Linked DNA regions of Mus musculus: all the other regions are linked to region 3. The links are chromatin contacts, called in public HiChIP or PLAC-seq and promoter capture Hi-C maps. All regions are on one chromosome and are shown on one strand. Each heading gives the region's core, a stretch centred on a gene start, on an enhancer-like site or on the middle of the called end of the contact. The rest is flanking DNA. Distances are from core to core; before and after follow the strand shown.

Region 1 (3,054 bases), core at 327-2,826, 510 kb after region 3:
TGTATGCATGTGTATGCGTATATAAGTATGTGTATGTGTGTACATGTGTGTGCATGTATATGCATGTATATGTGTATTGTACAAGTGTGTGTGCATGTGTGTATATGTGTGTTGTATAAGTGTGTACATGTGTGTGCACATGTGTGTATCCATGTGTGTGTTGTATGAGTATGTATGTATATATGTGTATACATGTATGTGCACATGTGTGTATGTGTGTGCATGTGTGTACACATGTATGTGTATGTGGCTGTGTGCACATGTATGTGTATGTGGGTACATGTACACATGTGTGTGCTTGTGTGTACATGTGTTGCATACCTGTACTCACAGGTATACACACCCATGAATGTGCATGAAGAGGCCAGAGGAAGACATTAGGTATCCTGCTCTCTCACTCTCTTATTCCCTTGAAACAGTCTCTCTCGATGAACACAGAGACAGCCAGCAGCCAGCAAGCCCCAGTCATCCTCCTGTCTCCATTCCCTAAAGCACTGAGGTTCCAGACATGTACAGCCACACGTGACTATTTATGTGGGTGTCGGGGATTTGAACCCAGGCCCTCACACTTATGCAGCAAACCGTCTCACCGACTGAGCCCAGCCCCCTGAAACCCCTTACTCTTTATTATTTTAGACATGTAGCCCAAGCTGGCCTTAAACTACTCCTACACACACAAAGATGACCTTTAGTTTCTGGCACTCTCGCCTCTGCCTGCTGAGCGCTGAGGTTCCAGATGGGCACCCACATACCCAGGTCACGCAGGGCAGGGCATCAGATCCAGGGCATCAGATCTGCCAAGCAAGCACTGCACCAACTAGGCTGCCTCTCCAGCTCCCCCAAAGATACAAATAAATACCAAGAGCAAGAAAATGGCACTGCAGTCTGAGCTCCTCAGTGTCTCACACATATCCATCCTGACCTCCATGTCAACCACTCCAGCTGCCACCCTGGAACCCCACCCTTCCATCCGACTATCAAGTAGAGACAGTGGTCCCATGAGTGTGCTGGAAGCATAGGCTCCCTGCATGCTTCCCCCCTCCCCCTGCCCAATATTGATTGGTTCCCCCTGAGGACAAGGCTGCCCACAAAAGGCCTTGCCATCTCATGTCTCCTTTGTCTGGCTTACAGCCCTAAAAAGTCAGTCTAATTATTTCCATTTTTATAGATGATTCAGGTCCTGACTTTGCTGTAATTTCTGCCACATTGCACAAGAGGTGTGAAGGCCCTAACACCAACACCCTTTCTGGAATGTCTGAACCTTTCTAAGTCCAGCTTCCACTAGCATTGCACTTCAATGGGGTAGCCTCCTCCAGGAAGCTAGCCCAGATTTCTCCAACATGATACAGCCCTATGGGAACATTCAGTGTCCCATCCTGCCCAGGTCAGGATTCAAAAGCAAACTGTCTCAGAATCCAGGCTCCTCTTGCGCTCCCTACTCCCAGGGACTAAACTTCGATGCCATGCTGTTGGGAGTCAGCTGTTCCTATGACTCATGGTTTGAGGCCTCGTGACCCAGGCCAGAAGCTAGGGACTGCCAGAAGAACTCTCATTAAAAATCAAAAGGAAATGGCAAGAAAAGAGACCTCTCTCAGTAGACGGTGACTCAGAGCTGCAGGGTGTACCAGGCAGGTGGACTTGGTCCCCATCACCTTTGCAACAGGGACAGAGCTTGCAGTACCCAGATGCCCCTGGGAGGTGGCAGAGGTAGGAGTGTGGTTTCAGGAAGTGGATGGGCAGGGTTGGATGTGGGGTTGAGGCCCTGTGTATAGCCTTGTTTACAACTCCCCTCCTGTGTTCAAAACCTTTCTTCCCCAGTCACATAGCCGAGGGAGTCGGGCTACTCAGAGCTCTCCTCCTGACTCTTCAGAGAAACTTCCCAGGGACAGGGCACTTTGGCCAGGGTGTCTAGATTCCTTCTCTTGAGACCCAGCCAAGTCCACAGAATGCAGACAGACCCCAGGCCCTCAGAGCAGCTGAGGCTTGAAGCTGGACAAGGGGTCATTAGTCACGTGCCCCAGGTGCCTCCTCCCATGAGAGTTTTTCCCGAGACTGGAAGAAAAATAGAGAAGAGAGAATTAGGCTTTATAATTGTGTTATTATAAAGTCAGACATAGTCCAGGCTGTATTAACATCATTCCTCTGATTTTATTTAAAAAACAAAAAACAAAAAACAAATCGTGGTCTGAGTAGCACAGCGCTCACCTACCCACCCCCGCCCTCAGCCCAAAGGGGCTAAGTTGGCCCTTGGTGAGCCCTTTAGGGCTGCCTGGGTCCACATTCCAGCTCCTTATTTACTGAGGTGTCTGTCTGTCTGTCTGTCTGTCTGTCTGTGTCAGTCCCCACCTCACCCCCTGTCGTGGGCTATGGAGGGTCTTTGGCCCTGTGTACACCCCTGTGGCCCTGCACATGCTCAGTGCGAGCCAGTTCTCATGAAGGAGGTGAGGCAGGATGCCCCTGTCTCTGTAACACAGACAGGAACACTGAGGTCCCAAGCAAGGGAAAGGGACTGCCCAGGGCCTCGTGCGTGATCCGTGGTGGAAACAGGATTCAGAAAGCCCTGGGTGTTGACAGAAGCAGATGGCCAAGTTATCTCAGTCACCAGTCATGAAGAGGGACGGTTGGGGAGGAACACTTCTGCACTGGAAACAGGACACACTCGGAACTTGGCTCCGAGAAAGCTTCAGTTTCTCCACAGCACTGGGCCTCATCCAATGGGTTGGTTACAAGGAAATGAACACAATAGGAAGCATAGGGGAAAAAATGGGGCACAGACCCCGGGAGCAAAGTTAGCAATTTAAGAGTGTGGGGGTCCAGAGAAGGTGGAACAGAAGGAAAGATGGCCACACGACTCTCCCATCCCTGTTTTCACACACCCTCGGAAGAGCCCCCCGGGGAACTGGCTGGCCCCTCCCCTGGGAACTTAGTCAAAGTGTCGGAATTATTGCATCACTGGGCACTCCAGGGTTAATGACGGGGGTGGACAGGCCCTGTGTATTTAACTAATTGGGAGGTGTCTGGAGATCAGAGGCCCCAGCTCACTTCCTCCCATTG
Region 2 (2,855 bases), core at 180-2,679, 470 kb after region 3:
TGCTACCTCAACTTCCCACCACCACGGGCTTACCTTGAACTGTGAGCCAGGACAAATGCTATCTCTCCTCAGTTGCTTCTGTCCGGGTGTTTTGTCATGGCAAACTGAGAAGAAACTAAGCCAGCCCCCGAGATGCGAACCTGCTGAGTTCCGTTACACTGGAATTACAGGCGTGCTCTCTCATGCCCGGCAGGCTGGCCTCTGTCAATAACTACGTTCTTTATAATTAGTGTTTATACTCATGGGTTTTCTGGCGGATCCTTGCCCTTTCCTTGTACAGCTGACACTTTCTTTTATGTGGCGGGACTGAATTGGACATTCTGTGCTGTCTGGTAAATGTCCTATCGTCTGGTGACTGTCACTCTGGGTAGGGGACAGAAAAGTGATAAACCTCCCATTCCACCATCCCCTTTGCTGCCACCATAAGGAGCTACTCTGTTCAGCACCTTGTCACCAAGCACCTGAAGAGGCAGCACTGGCTACGACCCTCACCCTGAGGTGTGGCCTGCCATTCTGGGTGTCCCCCGGTAGGTAGAAGGACTGGAGAAGAGGAAGGAAAGGACTCTGAGGGCAGGAGACTGCCTGCATTGGTTTTCACCCTTTCTCACCAGATAGTGATTCGGGATAGCTGTGACTCTGACAGAAATGGAGATCTATTTCCTAGAAAGACATTGAACCCTGCCCTTCAACAACAGTCCCAAGAACTTGAAATCTCCACAGGAGTGTCACACTGAGAGAAGAAAAATTCGAAAGCCTGGTGCCAGCCAGAGGAAGACTCCAACCTCTGACAGCTTGACAGCTCGCCAGCCCACACTGTGGGGTGTTAGAGCAGAGGAGATGGGTGAGTGACGTAGGACCACGCATTGGCCAAGGCCGATTAGTTACCTCTTGCCTCTCTTCAGGTCAAGACCTATGTATGCCGTGTCAAGGAGATGAATTTGGGGTTCATGAGACCTCTGTGTTACTCTTTCCACCATAGCTATGTTGAATACGTCTTTCTTTGTGTTTCTGTTGCTTCTGTTTAATTGGCCTGTTGAGGTCAGGTGGCTGAGCCTGGCTTGTCCGAGCTTCCAAAGCATAGCCTCTGACCCAAAGGGCTCTGGTGACATCATCACACTTCCAGGGCCCAATTATCTCGGAATCAAGGAGCAAACAGAAGGAAAATACAGTGTAGAAAGTCTCCTAGCTAGGCGTAGCAGCTTGAACCTGTAATTCCTACACTCCAGAGGCTGAGGAGGAGCCTGAATTTGAGACTAGCCTGGGCCACATAATGAGAGAGAAGAAAGGAAAAAGAACAGTGTCCTCCGCCCTGCCCACTGTCTGACCCTGCTCTCTGCCTGCTCCAGCACCCACGAGCTCGGCTCCTCACAGCTATACCCTGCTGTCCAGGTTGCCCCAGCTTCCCACAAGGCTTGGCAAAGGCTCTTTTCTCACTCCCTCAGATCCAGGCTCCTCTCTCAGCTGTCACTCTGCCAGACTGGTTTTGGCAAAGGAGCTGTGAGTCTCTGCTAATTTTCAGTCTCGGCACAAAAGTGGGAGGGGACGTACGGTGCAGGATCCTGTGTATAATTTAGAAGCACACACAGAGTTGCATAAACACTGAGTCCTTTTCAAGGCACCATGCATCTAAATAAACATAGAGAGCGGCTTCAGTGGTGGATGCAGGATGGGAGGGAAAATTTAATGCAACAAACCGAGGCAGTGTCTTCCCCCGGCCAGTGATAGGTTGCGGCATGCTGTGAGGGGAGACCACTGGCAGGGAGGGCTAAAGATCGATCGGCCAGCTAGGTGTTTAAAGGCCAGGTAGATGACTCAATAAGTAAAGGTGTATGATGGCTTGTATATGCTTGGCCCAGGGAGTGGCACTACTAGGAAGTGTGGCCTTGTTGGAGTGGGTGTGGCCTTGTTGGAGTGGGTGTGGCCTTGGAGTGAGTGTGGCCTTCTTAGAGGACACATGTCAATGTGGGCATGAGCTTTAATACCCTTGACCTAGCTGCCCGGAAGCCAGTCTTCTCTTATCGGCCTTCAGATGAAAACGTAGAACTTTCAAATCCTTCTACACCATGCCTGCCTGGATGCTGCCACGCTTCTGCCTTGATGATAATGGACTGAATCTCTGAACCTGTAAGCCAGCTCCAGTTAAATATTGTTCTTAGAAGAGTTGCCTTGGTCATGGTGTCTGTTCACAGGAGTAAAACCCTAAGACAGAAGTTGGTACCAGGAGTAGGGTATTGCTGTGATAGGCCTGACTGGTTTTGTTTGGAAGAATGTGGATTTGGGGACTCTGGATTTGGAAAGCAGTAGAATGCTTTAAGTGGGGCTTAATGGGCTATTCTAAATAGGAATATGGAAGACTTTGTTGCTGTGAATGATTTGAACTGTGAGGACCTGGCCCAAGAGATTTCACTGGAGAAAAACTTCAGTATGTGGCCTAGAGGCTGTTTTTGTGGTATATTGGTGAAGAATGTGGCTGCTTTTTGCCCTTGTCTGAAGAGTCTACCTGAGGCCAAGATAAAGAAATGTATATTAATTGCATGGGCAAAGGAAGTCTCAAAAAAGCCCAGCAGAGACTTTTTTCTCTGATTTAGTCTTATAAAGAACGTTTTAATGAAAAGGAGAAAGCTGAGAAAGGAAAAATATAAAATATATGGTTCAATCCATTAGCTAATGGATGGATCACAGGGCTCCCAATGGAGGAGCTAGAGAAAGTACCCAAGGAGCTAAAGGGATCTGCAACCCTATAGGTGGATCAACATTATGAACTAACCAGTACCCCGGAGCTCTTGACTCTAGCTGCATATATATCAAAAGATGGCCTAGTCGGCCATCACTGGAAAGAGAGGCCCATTGGACAC
Region 3 (3,175 bases), core at 117-2,616:
TGATACAGCTGGGTTTTTTGAGTCCTTTCTGCTCCTGTAAGTGACCCCTCACCCATATTCCTGTAGGTAAGTCCAGTTGGTTCACCAAGTTGGACTTTGGAGGTATCTGTACTTCGACCTGTTGTGGGCTCCCTCTCTGGGGTGAGTAGACTTGTGTTGCATCTCCCCAGGGAAGGTTTTGTCACACAGCTGGGTGATTCATGAAGCTCACAGAGGCTCAGTCAACAAGGCATACGAATGGGCACTGTAGTTGTCACCTGTCCACACCATGTCCCAACTGAACATGTCCTTAAGTTTACCAAGCTCCCTTCTTTCCTCCTCCTTTCTCCTTCCTTCCCTCCTCCCTTCCCTTCCTTCTTCCCTTCCCCCTCCACCCTCCTTTCTTTTCCTTCCCTTCCTCCCTCCTCTCCTCCCTCCTCCTTCCTTCCCTCCCTCCTCCCCTTCTTCCTCCCTCTCTTCCTCCTTCCCTCCCTTCTCCTTCTCTACCACTCTCTCCTTCCCTTATTCTCTTTCCCCTCCTTTTGTTCCCCTAAACCCAGACCCTTGTGTGAGCGAGTACCACACCATAGCTGCAGCCCATTCTGGCCTGCTTGAGGGTCTATAAACATGAGCTCAGGGCAGATCCTGTTAACTCAGTAAAGACTGCTGGATTCCCAGACGGTGTCTGGATCCTCTCCTCCAAAAACAAACAAACAAACAAACAAACAACGCTCTGTCTGCCTGATGCCATCCCTCCCCAGCCAATCCCAGCACCCCAGGGTGCAGGAAGGTGGGGCTTTGGGAGGTCCAGCCCTGGGTCCCATCACCAGTGCCTCCTGTAACTTAGGACATGCCTCTGGCCTCAACTTCTTCATCTTAAAATGGGTCTAATATTGGGCAGGAGGTCAGAGAAAGAACTAACGGATGGGAGGTGAATACTGGGCATACAGGACACTCAGTAAGTAATCCGAGTCTCCTGCCATGCAGGTCGTGGACGGTTTTCATTTTGGCTTCTCCCTCTAATCTCACGTGCAAATTCCCTTCCCCACTCCAGACTTCTAAGAACAGAGAGGCACTGTGCAGATAAGCAGTTGAGTGAGCCCACAGCCTCGGTGAGAGCAGGGGAGGAGCAGTGAGGAGGGGACCACGCTGTTTCTCCTCTTCACCTGTACCTGGGCCCCATTCATGCTGCCCCAGAGTGGACTCCGGCGACAGCCCTTACCAGAGAAGATCCTCCCGTCCCCGGTGAGCAGGGCAGCCCCCACAGGGAAGCGGCTGTAGGGGCAGTAGGCTGACTTCTTGGCCTCACGAGAGGACAGCAGCAGCCGCTGGACGTGCTCGGGCTCCACAGCACAGGAGGGGCGTTCCTGGGCCATGTCGGTCCGAGGCGGGTGAGCTGGTCGCTGCAGAGGAGAGGAAACCGGTGCTGGCCGTCTGCCCGCACTGGCCAAGAAGAGGTGGCTCCTCCCCCGGGGTGTGTCCCTGCGCTAGAGGGAGACCTGGAGGCTGGCTCCCAGGCTGGCGGGATGCTGGCCAGGACTTGGCAGCCCAGTGAGTCTCCCAGGGCGGGAGCCCGGAGGATATGGAGTTTACGACTGAGCTGCGGGGGTCCCACGGTGGACCGGTATGTGGTGCCCACCAGTGAGACAGTTTCCTTTAACAACTTCACTCACTGTCAACATAGATCAAGAGTGGGCCACAGGGCGGGTGCCACCTCAGTGGATGGCTGTAGACACAGTCCCAGGGAGGAGGATTCTGGGTGGGTCTGTGTGACACCTGAGGTCAAAGCTCAAAGGATCCTGATTCCTCAGAATATTTAATGGCTTGTTTTTTACACCGAGAGAAGGGTTCAGGCTGAAAGTTCAGAACTTGGGCAACCATGTCAGCGTGCCAAGTTAGAAGGTATGCGAAGCCGAGGAAACGTCTCTGTTTTCAGTAGCTTGGCTTCATTTCCTTCCTGTCCTAACCTAGCCATTAAAACCATCCCAGCTGGAGGGAAACAGGGCCCTCCTTCTTCTTCCCTCCCTTCCTCCCTCGCTTCCTTCCTTCCTTCCTCTTCATGAACCTTGTTGGGTTGGTGGTACCGGAAATGGATTTACACCCTGGCTGTTCTCTTTGTCTTACACACAAATGTTAGTGGGTTCCTTGTCAGACGTCGGCACGTTTGCTGTCTACAGTGGGGGTAGCAACAGACGTGTGGGAGCTTTGGATTAGAGTGGGCTGTGGCTTGGGTTCCAGGTATCTGTTTATTAGCTCTCCCAGGAAGAGCTGCGCTACCTCTCAGAGCCTCAGTTTCCTTATCTACAAAATGGGTGCACAATTGGCAGTCCCTTCCTGTGGTTACCAGACTGAGATGATAATATGGTCCAGGGAGTCTGTGGGGAGAGGATATAGAAGTGGCACATGGGAACACTTCAAACAAACCGGCTTATTGTCCTTAAGTGACTTGGCCAAGTCCATAGAGAGTGGGCCGGATTGCAGCCAGCACAGCCAGACATGTCCAAGTGTCGCCGGATGGTCACCAAGCAGGAGTGAATCAGCAGCTTCTCTGAGGGCTTGTGTGGTGCTGAGGACTGGGAGGAAGAAGGCAGGAGAGAGCAGAGAACGGGGCAGCATCTCCCCACTCCCACCCCCACCCCACCCCACAAGCAGACACCTCTGCCCAATAGTTTAGCAACCCTGTACCCAGGACCCTGGGCTCCTAGCCATACATAGATGAAACCCATGCCCGGCAGTGCCAGTGCCTGGTGGGTAAGTTTTGCCTCATTTTCTCCCGACATCTCCCTCCATTACGTGTCCCCTTTCACCATTTCCAGACTCAAGAGGCTTTTATGCCCCCCTCAACCCCCTGCCCCAAAGCCAGCACCAAGGACCCGGCCCTCCAGTTGCTCATTCTCCTGGGTGGGGACTTTCAGTGTGAGGACAGGTCTGTGGATGTAACTGATGCGGGACTTTCTCTAAAATGTTTAGGGGGCAGGTGTAATTACCATTGGGAAAAAGATGGTGGTGTTCTCCATCCGTACAGCAGGCCTGGCATAGAATTCAATGTGTAGTCTCCTCTATTCACCTCACCCTGAGAAGATAAAGGGACAGGAAAGGGACAGGCAGGAGGGCTCAGCTGGTAAAGAGCTTGGCCAGCAGGCTTGACAACCTGAGTGAGGGCCCCAGGAGACAAGAAAATGACTCTCCAGAGCTG
Region 4 (2,783 bases), core at 46-2,545, 360 kb after region 3:
GGAACACCAGCTCCCACCCCCACCCAGAAGGAGGGCAGGATGCTACAGGAAACAGGTGTTTGGAGAACGGCAGCCATGGCGCCTTCAGAGATACACACACACACACCCTGGGTCCCAAACTCTACCTTTGCCCTCTGTCTAGGCTCCTGCGACAGCACAATCCCTGCATGGCTCATTTATTTCATCACCTCTAGGGCCTGGCAGACACTCAACTACAAAGTGATTTGACAACGTCTAGGCGTAGGCATCCATCACGCTGCCAGCAGAAGAGACAAGTAGCCTGTTTACTTAAACACAATAGCTAGGAGGCAGACGCCTGCTAGGAAGCAGGAAACAAAACACGGGCCACTATTTTCAAGATGTTGCCCTCCAGAAGGGCAGGTGCCCATTCCTTAGGATTATCACCACACGAACAGGAAGGAAGGGACATTGGATACAAATGAAATCAAGATTCCCGTGGTTTTCCAATGGTGCCCACAAGCCACCATAGGGTCAGACCATGGTACTTCACAGCCCAAATCTAAACCTACAGCGCAAGCAGCAAAATACACCCTCCTACGAACCATCTGCTGGCATATACCGGGACATGTACACGTGCATTGGTCTTTTAAAATTGTTTATCAGTTACTACCACCCACTGCCGCCACCCCATAGTCCCCAGCCTGGCTTACAAAATTAAACTCTGTAAAGGAACCAACCCCGGGGGATGGAGGGGGAGAGAGGGAGAGAGAGAGGATCGAAACCACTCGCTATGCTACCCCAAACCAGAGATTACAATGTGGGAAACCACAAGCCACCAAGTGAGTGAAGAGAGAGAACCGGGGTTGATTCCAGGATAGAAGGGCGGGCGAGGGGGTTGGGGAGAGGCCTCTATTATTTCCGTGGTCTGGCAGGTCTGGAAGCAAAGCTTCAAGTGCAGAAGGAAGAGGAGTGTTCCGGGAATGGCAGAAAGGTCTGGAACGTGAATGCAGACCTGGGTAAAGGGCACTTGGAGCTGTGGGAGGCTCCCTGCAGCTCCTGCCTCTGCACATGACCCCGACTCCCTTCTCTCTCTTTGGATCTGGGTCCAGGGACTGGCTTGTAGACGCCCCTCCCAGGAGATTCCCTTAGCTGCTGCAGACTCAGGCTCCAGCCAGGTTGGCTCTGTCCCTGGGGAGGGCCACTCAAATGCCTGCCTCTCAGTTTCTGGGGACCCACAGCGGGCCTCTCACCTCGCAGCTCAGCTCCATCCGCCTCCGGTGCCTGGCTGCGACCAGCTGGTAAACAGCCCTGTCTCCCTGGCAACCGCCAAGGGGTGGGGGCCACGTGCTTCCGGTGGGACCGGAACCTGCCTGACCTGGACCGCAAGCTGAATTGGACTAGGGCACGGAGGGCGGAGGGGCAGAGGTGGTTCACGGATTCCAGGCTCAGGACCTTGGTGTGGCCCTGCCCCATGGAGGCCACAGGGCCCTGGGCCTGGACCCCTGCCATTGGAACTCTTCTTCCTGACCTGGCCTGACTCTTGTGTCTCCTGGGGAATGTGCGTTCAGGGGAGAGGGAGCCCTGCCCTGGAGTCGGGGGTAGGGACCAGGAACAAATCCCTGTCAATCCTTGGCCTGACTTTGCCAGTGTCCTTGTTTTAAACAGGGTTGTGCAACTGTTTTAAAACGAGACCCTTAGAATCTGGGTGGTGATTTTTTTAGGGTATGTTGTCATGGGGGTTCCCACCCCCAGGCCACCAGTCTTGTGATCACCACCTGTATCTCCTATTTCCTCCTTAAGGGTCTAACTATATACAGTCAGCAACTCCAGCCACTTCACCGCGTTTCCCAACAGCTTTGAGTTTTGGAGGCCGGCAGCCTGACTGCTTTCTCAGAAGCTATGGTCCACTACCTCAGCCATTCTGTTGGTAAGAGTCCTCCTGGCCCTACTGTCATCCCATCAGTGTGATGGATGCCTTAGCTGGAATCTGTCCAACCCACACCGAGCCATGACATGTCACACACATGAGACCCTCTGCCCTCCCTGGCCAGCCTTCTGTTTCCTGCCCTCTCCAATAGCTATTTCAAATCCTATCTGTCCTCTAAAAACCTCCCACATGCCGTCTTCCTTCCTCCCTCCCTGTGGGATGACAGTCTCCTGCCCTCTGCAAAGGAAAATAGAAACCATTGAATGTGAACCTTCTTAGTTGTCTGCTGTCAGACCAGAGGGCTCCCAGCCTTTGCACGATTGCTCTCTTGCCTCTGGTCTGTTAGAATGGTCATCTGATCCCATCCCTGTTAGCTGTCTCTGAGGTGCTTCCCAACCACAGCCACACACACGCACACACGCACACACACGCGCGCGCGCACACACACACATACACACACACACACACATACACACACACTCTCCCCCTCCCTAGGCCCAATATCCTTGCTTCTGTTGAAACCTTGACTTAAATGAAGACTCTTCCCTAGTTTAGCCTGTCCCTTCACTTGCCCAATTCCTCCCTGTCTTTGTTCCAATCTAATCAACTCTTCCTTCCAAGCTGGCATTAAGATGACTTTAAAGCTGAGAAGTGACAGCGCATTCCTTTAATCCCGACACTCAGGAGGAAGAGGTAGGCGGATCTCTGAGTTCAAGGCCAGCCTGGTCTACAGAGCAAGTTCAAGAACAGTCATGACTACATAGGGAGACCCTGTCTCAAAAACAAAACAAAACAAACAAACAAGAAAAAAAAAACTGCTTTAAAAGGAGTCCCGTTGGACTCTGCTCTAGACAGACCCTTAGAGTAATTTAGTGATTGAACTAGTAGAAGTTAA

What was found. HiChIP or PLAC-seq counts read pairs in DNA pulled down with a chosen protein or histone mark. Capture Hi-C pulls out chosen DNA fragments and counts their contacts.
Region 1: an HNF4G HiChIP or PLAC-seq map of pancreatic cancer cells shows a contact between it and region 3. The contact joins the promoter of Pla2g2e here to the promoter of Cda in region 3. A contact is called at or near these places in 14 of 39 promoter capture datasets (the 3T3-L1 cell line, the C10 cell line, the HPC-7 cell line and 9 more), 1 of 115 datasets of contacts at active chromatin or transcription factors (pancreatic cancer cells) and 1 of 9 other capture datasets (adipose tissue).
Region 2: an H3K4me3 HiChIP or PLAC-seq map of forebrain shows a contact between it and region 3, with 4 times the contacts expected there. The contact joins the enhancer-like site here to the promoter of Cda in region 3. A contact is called at or near these places in 5 of 39 promoter capture datasets (3T3-L1-derived adipocytes, the C10 cell line, embryonic stem cells and 1 more), 1 of 484 Hi-C or Micro-C datasets (the N1E-115 cell line) and 3 of 115 datasets of contacts at active chromatin or transcription factors (embryonic basal ganglia, embryonic stem cells and forebrain).
Region 4: a contact with region 3 is called in a promoter capture Hi-C map of adipose tissue. The contact joins the promoter of Ubxn10 here to the promoter of Cda in region 3. A contact is called at or near these places in 9 of 39 promoter capture datasets (the 3T3-L1 cell line, the C10 cell line, cranial neural crest and 6 more), 1 of 115 datasets of contacts at active chromatin or transcription factors (pancreatic cancer cells) and 2 of 9 other capture datasets (adipose tissue and embryonic stem cells).

Annotation. Positions count from the first base shown.
Region 1 is chr4:138,876,366-138,879,419 of GRCm38.p6, forward strand. Pla2g2e (phospholipase A2, group IIE) reads left to right here and starts at 1,577. Exons shown (of 5, transcript NM_012044.2): 1 at 1,577-1,707.
Region 2 is chr4:138,840,127-138,842,981 of GRCm38.p6, forward strand. It overlaps a transcript of Pla2g5 not described here. Among named protein-coding and RNA genes, the nearest start is that of Gm32930, 22 kb to the right of the region's middle. Within about 2 kb of position 1,430, at least 18 of the 459 cell types and tissues checked have an H3K27ac peak or open chromatin away from gene starts, as enhancers often do. A contact at or near this core is called in forebrain, where this site is marked.
Region 3 is chr4:138,366,589-138,369,763 of GRCm38.p6, forward strand. Cda (cytidine deaminase) reads right to left here and starts at 1,367. Exons shown (of 4, transcript NM_028176.1): 1 at 1,202-1,367. The coding sequence starts at 1,355.
Region 4 is chr4:138,723,970-138,726,752 of GRCm38.p6, forward strand. It overlaps Ubxn10 (UBX domain protein 10), which reads right to left and starts at 1,296. Exons shown (of 2, transcript NM_178671.5): 1 at 1,212-1,296. Pla2g2c (phospholipase A2, group IIC) reads left to right here and starts at 1,356. Exons shown (of 6, transcript NM_008868.3): 1 at 1,356-1,519; 2 at 1,762-1,888.